Regions from separate parts of the Mus musculus genome. Here region 2 is linked to region 1. The links are chromatin contacts, called in public Hi-C maps. All regions are on one chromosome and are shown on one strand. Each heading gives the region's core, a stretch centred on a gene start, on an enhancer-like site or on the middle of the called end of the contact. The rest is flanking DNA. Distances are from core to core; before and after follow the strand shown. Region 1 holds the start of BB557941 (expressed sequence BB557941). Region 2 overlaps Gpd2 (glycerol phosphate dehydrogenase 2, mitochondrial).

Region 1 (3,935 bases), core at 1,329-3,828:
TCTTCCCCTACCCCCTCCAAAATAAATAAATAAATAAATAAATAAATAAATAAATAAATAAATAAAAGGAAAGGAGGATTTGGAATGCATCCTGGTGTGTTTTTGCTGTTGTGGTTTGGTTGTTTGGTTAGTTTGCTTTGGCTTTGTAAATGCTATATAGTTAGTGATATTTGATCAGCCTTTTAAAACCTGGGGCACTTTTATTTGCATACAAAAATGGAAGTGATCCAAAGAGTTTTCTGGAACATGCCTCCTTTTTCATCTCTCCACCAACCACAGTAGTAAAATGGTCCAATAAGTTCAAGCTATCCACTTGGCCCAAGCCAGACCAGTGATGCCACACCACAGCCTCTGCTGGTTTTAGAGCCAGGGCTCATTTGCTTTATCAGGTGACTCTCCAGGGGCTTTGGATCTGTGGACTTGGAGAAGGAGCATTTAAAATGAGGCTTCCTTGGTCTTAACTCTGAAATCCTCAAAATTACTGAGAGCCTGGCTTGCATCATGTGCCAATTCTATTATCCACACACTCAGGGGTAGACAGGAGAATTGTCCCAAGTTCAAGACCAGCCTAGGCTAATTATCAAGCTTCTGCCTTAGAAGCCAAAACAAACCAACCAACAAACAAACCAGAATTGATTGAGAAAAAAGGGAAGGCTTCTGGTAGTAGCTAAATCGGCAGAAGGTTGAGGAAAGGAATCCTAAGGAGAATTCCAGAACAAGTTGCTAGAAGAACATGCATCTTTCCCAGTTTCCCTATTGAAACCCTTGGGGTAGAGACTGATTCTGACTCCAATTTCTGATTCAGAATCAGTTTAAGAAATGTGTGCTCCTCCAAGGAGCTGAAGGGGTCTGCAACCCTATAGGTGAAACAACAATATGAATTAACCAGTTACCCCCCCACCCCCCACCCCAGAGCTCATATCTCTAGCTGCATATGTAGCAGAAGATGGCCTAGTCTGAGTTCGAGACCAGCCTGGTCTACAAAGTGAGTTCCAGGACAGCCAGGGCTATACAGAGAAACCCTGTCTCGAAAAACCAAAAAAAAAAAAAAAAGAAAGAAAGAAAGAAAGAAAGAGAGAGAGAGAGAGAGAGAGAGAGAGAGAGAAAGAAAGAAAGAAAGAAAGAAAGAAAGAAAAGAAAAGAAAAGAAGAGAAAAGGAAAAAAGAAAATAGGAAATGTGTACTCCTTTGGTGTTCTTGTGGGAATCCTAACAGTGGGGACGACTTGTGGGACCCTTTTCTCCCTATGGGTTCCCTGCTCCTGTCTTGATGTGATGGTTTGTGCTTGGTCTTATTGTAGCTTGTTATACCACGTTTGGTGGATGTTCCTGGGAAGCCTGCTTTTTTTTTTTTTTCTGAGGAGAGACTGACAGGGGTAGGGGAATAGGGGAATAGATGGGGGAGAGGGGAGTTGGAGAGGGGAGGGGAAAGCTGTTGTCTATATGTAATATATTAGAGAATAATAAAAGAAAAAAGAAGAAGAAAGAAAGAAATGTGTGTTCTAGTGTCTTGGAAAGGAATGCAGGGATATTCTTGGGTATAGAGCAAGCCTCCTTGATAACGGCCCACTGGTTTCCCCCACTTCTTTTGAAACATTCCTTATTATAGCTGAATTAGATCCACGTGTGGCTTTGTTCTAGTTAACAAAATCAGAGTTATCATTTGTTTAAATGGCTGTAAGCATATGTGGACATTTGCTTATTCTTAACACAGGATGTGATTATGAAGCTGGTGGTTTACCCAGTGACTTTTGACGTTTTTCTGCTTTCTGCTCTGCCTTTTGGAGAGCACAAGCGAAGGGTGAGGAAACTTCAGGCCTTCACGCTGCCGCAGCTTTATGGCCTCAGCCTAACAGGTTAAATGGAAACGACCTGATGCTGCTCTGCCTACACCATATACCTACCCTGCTACCACTGAGCCTCACCTGGAATGGAATCAGTTTTAAATACACCTGGAAGAGATACACTCGTCTTTTCATTCATAGCCCATCGAACCATCTAGCTTGCATCCAACCACCTGGAACTTTAGGGCTGAGGTGCGGTTAGGTCAGGGTAGATGGAGGACATTAAACGATATATATATATATCAGTCAGTCCGACTGACCCAAGGTGTAAATAGAAAAGGAATGAAAAGCCGTCTACAGCAGGTTCTCCACCCTATCTTAACATTTATACAAGTCTAAGCCACCAAGAAGGGGACAGCATCATTTTGTTTCAAGTTGAGAATCATGCAAAGGAGGAGCAAATAGCAAAATCATTTTCTGCTGCAAGAGTTGACTGTAACCTCCATCTAAAAGAATCTACGGGCATTTGGTCCTCCAAACAGCAGAGCATAAATGTTAACGTCACTAGGTAAACCATAGATTTTACGCAGCTTTCCTGAGACATAGGGGGTTTCCAAAAGTGCAGGGTACCCAGATAAATCCACAAAAGTTTTAAATGCAGAGACAGGCATATACAGCAACAAGTCTCTTGAGTCACCTGAATGGTGTCCGCAGTTCCTTTCTTCTGGCCCAGCGAACTAGCCGACTTGTAGAGGACCCAGTCTGTAACCTAGCTGAAAGAAAAGCTCAGAACCTATGCTACCCGCCAGGAATCGTTGGCGCCTGCGCAGTAGGATCAAAGAGCTGGGCTGCGCTCGGTCCCGCCCCTCTGGCAGTTCAAGGCTCCCGGCTCCAACTGGAACCTGGCGTTGACCGCCTGGTTGCGACTCTCCTGGCCGCTGAGTTTAGCTGCGGGCTCCCTGCACCGGGTCGGTTCAGATGTACCACGAGCAGAGCCTGAGAAAGGATTATAAAAAAGAAATGCACTGTGGAATCTGCTAAAGTCAGACTGACTCCTTGGTTTAGAGGAGCGTTGGGTTCTTTGTATAAGTAGGCATATGAAGAGAGCAGTTAGCGGCTGGGGGATGTAGCTCAGTGGTAGAGCGCGCGCTTCGCATGTGTGAGGTCCCGGGTTCAATCCCCGGCATCTCCAAGCAGCCGGAATTCTGTTTTTCATTCTTTCTCAAAGAAAAGATTTTCACTTGTACATTTTGCCCACCACTACAACATCGAAAACCGAAAACAAAAAGGCCGTGAAAAATCTGCAGTGTGGAAAACTCACTCTAGTGATTGCTGGGAAAACAAGTGAAACGAAATGCTAGGAAGAAAAATTCGTAGTTTCTTTCTTCATTAATGTTAATATTTTAGAAAAACAAGATTTGAAACAAAAAGGCAAGTGCATTGGCCGGGAATCGAACCCGGGCCTCCCGCGTGGCAGGCGAGAATTCTACCACTGAACCACCAATGCAAGCACATATTATGGTGTTCTGTTATACTATACTAGGATATATTTACACATGAGTAATTCTTGTGTCAATTCTGTTTTTATATATATATTTAAAAATTAGGAAAAGAAACAGAATTCTTTTGTTTTTCTCCTTAAGTTTTTAAATCTCACTTACATACATTGTATTTGAAGATAGTTCCACTGATCACAGAATCTTAGGGCAGAAAACGTTTCTACATGTATCATTGAGCATGTCACAGAGTTTTAAATTCAACGATCGTTAAATATTGGCAAAATATTAACATTTTAAAATTCTTACTATTCTAACTTTTGTTAAACTGTATGAGGGTTTTGGGGTGGGAGTTTGTGTTTACTTGGTTTTGTTCTTGGCAAAGAATGCAAGTGTATGAAGATTTACTCTATATACAACTTTATGATCTCCAGCCTATTTTCAAATACTTTGATCTCATTTATATGTGTGTATAATATATATATATATATTAATATATATGTATGTAATAATATATGTATATATATTATACTATATATATGTGGATATAATATATATTATATGTGGATATAATATATAATGGAGATATATATCCTATTTTGATTTTGTTTTGTTTTTCGAGACAGAGTTTCTCTGTGCAGTCCTGGAACACTGTAG
Region 2 (3,921 bases), core at 522-3,021, 75 kb after region 1:
AATTTATAAGAAATCTAAACACCGACTGGCTTGATACCTGGCCAGGAAGGGGATCCATCATCTTCTTCTCTCACTAGCATGAGAGTTACACACAACCCCCAGTATGCCCAGCTTTTACATGTGTGCGAGGGTCCAAACTCCATGTGGCTTTTTTGTTTGTTTTTGTTTTTCCAGGCAGGGTTTCTCTATGTATCCCCAGCTGTCCTTGGGCTCACTCTGTAGACCAGGCTGACATCAAACTCGGAGATATGTCTCCCTCTGCCTCCTCAGTGCTGGAACTAAAGATATGCACCGGGCCGGACACCTGGTTATTGTTTTTAATACGTAGGTACATTATTCCACTTCCGGTCTTGAGGTCCAGAGAAGCCAGGTATCTATTTTTTAAAGGCTGAGGCTGTCCTAGGCTGGGTTGAACACGTCAGGTCACAGTCTCTGTGGAAGCACTCAGCTGCCTCAGAACATAACGTTGTTGGCAGCTGCTGAGGTAATGGTTTCGGGAGTAGGCAGAAGTGCACTGGGTGAGGTCGGTCCTGAAGGTCACCTCATTGATATTGGAACCTGGAGTTTTGACAAGAGTCCTATTAGAAATACCATTTTACAAGTCACTTGCTTCCTGCCTGTGTCTTGGTGAGCTTTGGGCTCAAGCTCTGTGCTAAATCTTTCGGCTTTGATTCCTTCAGCATTATCTTAAGAGTTCCTGGCTGAGGAGAGGCTGTTGAGTCTGAATTGCTAACGTGCTCTGCCGAGTTCCATCCACCCTGTGATTTGACTGACAACAGTGTTAGCCTAGTCCACTGGGGTCTGGAGAATTGCAACTGCTCAGTCAAGAGTGTTTTCTGAGCTGGAATTGAAATGCAGGGCCCTTTAGCTTCTAGTGTGACAACAATGTTCCGGCAATTGACTTTCACTCTTCAGTCTCCAATAGGGGGGAAATTATGAAATAAAATGGGATGGTGGTGGTGGTGGTGGGGAAGAGGGCCAAGCATCCTCGTCAAGATTCAAACCCATAAAAATGAGTAACTGTAATTAACCATATACAGTCTCTCTTCCCTATTACATGTGCATTTAACTGGGTCACTCTGCTTCACACAGCAGGTTAGCAGATGGTAGATATGACCCGAGATCCTTTTGCAACACATGTCCAAAATCAGTTCCAGTTATGAGGACTGTGTGTGTATATGGGAAGGTAATTGGCAAACAACCCCAGCCCCAGGGGGATTAGATGTGAAGACACCTACCTCTGTGGGTATTGGAGAGGCTGTTCTTTGTATCAGCCTGTCACAGTGAATGAGAGGGAGGGAGCAGTCTCTCAAGTATGTGTCCAATAGGTTTTTGTACTTGAGATGATTCCGGAAGTGTGGGTTTTCCTACTGTAGATACTATTCTTTGATTGCAGTTTGTGTGTTTTTCTTTCTTTCTCAGGGAGGTTCTTTATTCTTTCTCTCTCTAGTCCCTTCTGCCTCCTTTTCATACATTTCATATATTGATAAGCATGGCTGTGTTCTGTAAAAAAAAAAAAAAAAACAAACCAAACCAAAAAAAACCAACCAAATTGGTTTTATACACTCTACCCACTCTGATCTCCCTCCATCTCTGGGTTTCAAATAAAAGACCTCTCCTGGTAGGCAAATGCTCTACCGCGATCTGATCCGCAGACCACTCTGGAGTCTTTCTTTTGAAACACAAATTTCATCTGAGTGCTGTAGCTTAAAGCCCTCCACTGACTTCCTGTCTCCCGCATTGTCAGAATGAAAGCCTTGCTAGGAGGAGGTCGTGTGTGACTTGGCACCTGTCTCTCCTTCTGACCTCAGCTGGGACCAACTGCAGAGGCCACTTGATGCAGCCACAGTGGCCTTTTGGCATACCAGAGATGTGGCGCCTGTACAGGCTGAGAGTATCTTTGTCTGCTGGCCTCTTGCAAAAGCCTTTCCCTCATGAACTATATGCTGACCTCTTCTCAAGAGACCTCCCCACAGCACACTCATGAACACTATCCAAATTCAATGCTGTCACTACTCCCTACCCCCCCCCCACACCCAGTTACTCTAAATTGTTACTCATTTTATTTACTGTTTCATAGCACTTGTCATTTAAAAATATCTTAAGAGGATCTTATGTTTATAAAACACCCCCAATCCATGACAACAGAGGGATCCTCCTCAGAGCTGTGCTGGGTATCTAGCAGGCTGCACACTTTCAGACTCAGTGGCCCTCTACCTGCCTTCTTCACTTGGCAAGATGGCTAAGGGATATTTTTCTGAATATTTCAAATTCTTGCTTTGGTTATATTCTAAGAGCTTTTGATTTTTGTTTTCCTGTGTTAATGTGTGTGTGGTGTGTATTTGAGTTCTAAAATATAGCAATAACAAAAATATAGCTCACATTTTGAAATTGGACTTAATTACTTTATCTTAGAGGCACTTGTATGTACTGAAAAAGACTTGAAAGTGTCAACATACGATACTGACAATAGTTTAGTTATAAATTATGTTGAACATACACTGTTTACATATGATATATAACCCTGTGTTATAAAGAGGTATCAATTATACATAATCCTATTTTAATGATGCAGAGTATAAATGTAGGTATATTCGTGCCATTTGGCAAAAATGTTGTCTAGAACTAGGGTGACTCTACTTTGCCATACAAATGAATATATTGATTCCAATTAGCTGAGGTGATATGCATATGTGTGGTTAGAAGACAAAGAGCTTTGCATTTTCTATCCACACCAGTTAAAAAATAACTTTTTAAAATCTGTTTTGAGTATAGAAAGACACTCCAATTGTTTGTAGAGCAGGAGAGGTTTACTGTATTAATTTTTGAGGTAAGTGTGGGTCTATGTAGGTGAGGGTATAAAAGCTGAGTTGTGTGCATGCATATGTGTGTGTATGTGTGCGCTTTGAAATAATCTTGTGTGAGAGTGGTTAGGGGCACTATTGCTGTAATAAAACACCATGACCAAAAGCATCTTGAGGAGGAAAGGGTTTATTTGGCTTACACTTCCACATCACAGTCCATCCCTGAGGAAGTCAGAGCAGTGAGATGGAGGCAGGAGCTGATGCAGAGGCCATGGAGAGGTGCTGCTTACTGGCTTGCTTGGCCTGCATTCATATAGAACCCAGGGCCAAGATCTCACTGGTGGCACCACCCACAATGGGCTGAGCCCTTCCCCATCAATCACTAATTGGAAAAAGAATGCTCTATGGGCTTGCCTATGATACAATCTTAGGGAGGCATTTTATTAATTGAGGATCCTGCCTCTCCGATGAGAGGATCTCAAGTAGTCATCAAATTAACCAGCATGTGTGTTGTGTGCATGTTTGTTTGTATATTTGTGTGTGTGTACGATGTACATGGCCAGAGTCTGAAGTCTGTCGTCTTCCTCAATTGAGCCCCACCTACTGTATCGAGACAGAGCTCTTACTTGAACCCAGAGCTTGCTGGACTGATTAGACTGGCTATCCAGCTTGAGCTCCCACGTCTCCTCTTTTCGGGTGTTGGCATTCCGGATGGGCTGCCATGCTTGCCTGGCATTTACAGGGTGCTGGGAACCCAAACTGATCCTCACACTTGCATGCTAATCACTTTCTTCACAGAGCCCTCTGCTGGGGCCCACACTTTTATTTTGTATTTTCTGAGATGATTTATGTAGCTCAAACTCATAATCCTTCTGTCTCCTCCTGTATAGGGCTGTCACTCATCAGTGAGGTATTTCCTTTTATTTTTATGTATGTTTAGCCAGAGTCTCACTATGTAACTATAGATGGCCTGGAACTCACTATACATATAGGGCTGACCTTGAATTTACAAAGATCTCCATTCCTCTGCCTCCACACAAATGCTGGGATCAAAAGTGTGGGTCACCACATGCTACCCAGATTTTAGATGTTTGAGACAGAGTCTCTCAGCCAGGAG

The links. Hi-C and Micro-C count contacts between places; a contact is called where the count stands out from the background.
Region 2: a Hi-C map of liver shows a contact between it and region 1, with 1.8 times the contacts expected there. The contact joins the enhancer-like site here to the promoter of BB557941 in region 1. A contact is called at or near these places in 5 of 39 promoter capture datasets (the C10 cell line, the HPC-7 cell line, liver and 2 more), 15 of 484 Hi-C or Micro-C datasets (CD4 T cells, ECoMG myeloid progenitors, the G1E-ER4 cell line and 12 more), 11 of 115 datasets of contacts at active chromatin or transcription factors (CD8 T cells, the SCID.adh cell line, astrocytes and 4 more) and 2 of 9 other capture datasets (adipose tissue and pancreatic islet).

The regions. Positions count from the first base shown.
Region 1 is chr2:57,179,176-57,183,110 of GRCm38.p6, forward strand. BB557941 (expressed sequence BB557941) reads right to left here and starts at 2,579. Exons shown (of 3, transcript NR_040356.1): 1 at 2,480-2,579. It overlaps 4930555B11Rik (RIKEN cDNA 4930555B11 gene), which reads left to right and starts at 2,656. Exons shown (of 4, transcript NR_040633.1): 1 at 2,656-2,750. It overlaps n-TAcgc8 (a tRNA gene), which reads left to right and starts at 2,903; the gene lies at 2,903-2,974. n-TGgcc8 (a tRNA gene) reads right to left here and starts at 3,289; the gene lies at 3,219-3,289.
Region 2 is chr2:57,254,865-57,258,785 of GRCm38.p6, forward strand. All of the region lies in intron 1 of Gpd2 (glycerol phosphate dehydrogenase 2, mitochondrial), which reads left to right. Among named protein-coding and RNA genes, the nearest start is that of Gpd2, 18 kb to the left of the region's middle. Within about 2 kb of position 1,772, at least 57 of the 459 cell types and tissues checked have an H3K27ac peak or open chromatin away from gene starts, as enhancers often do. A contact at or near this core is called in CD8 T cells, the SCID.adh cell line, Th2 cells and 6 more, where this site is marked.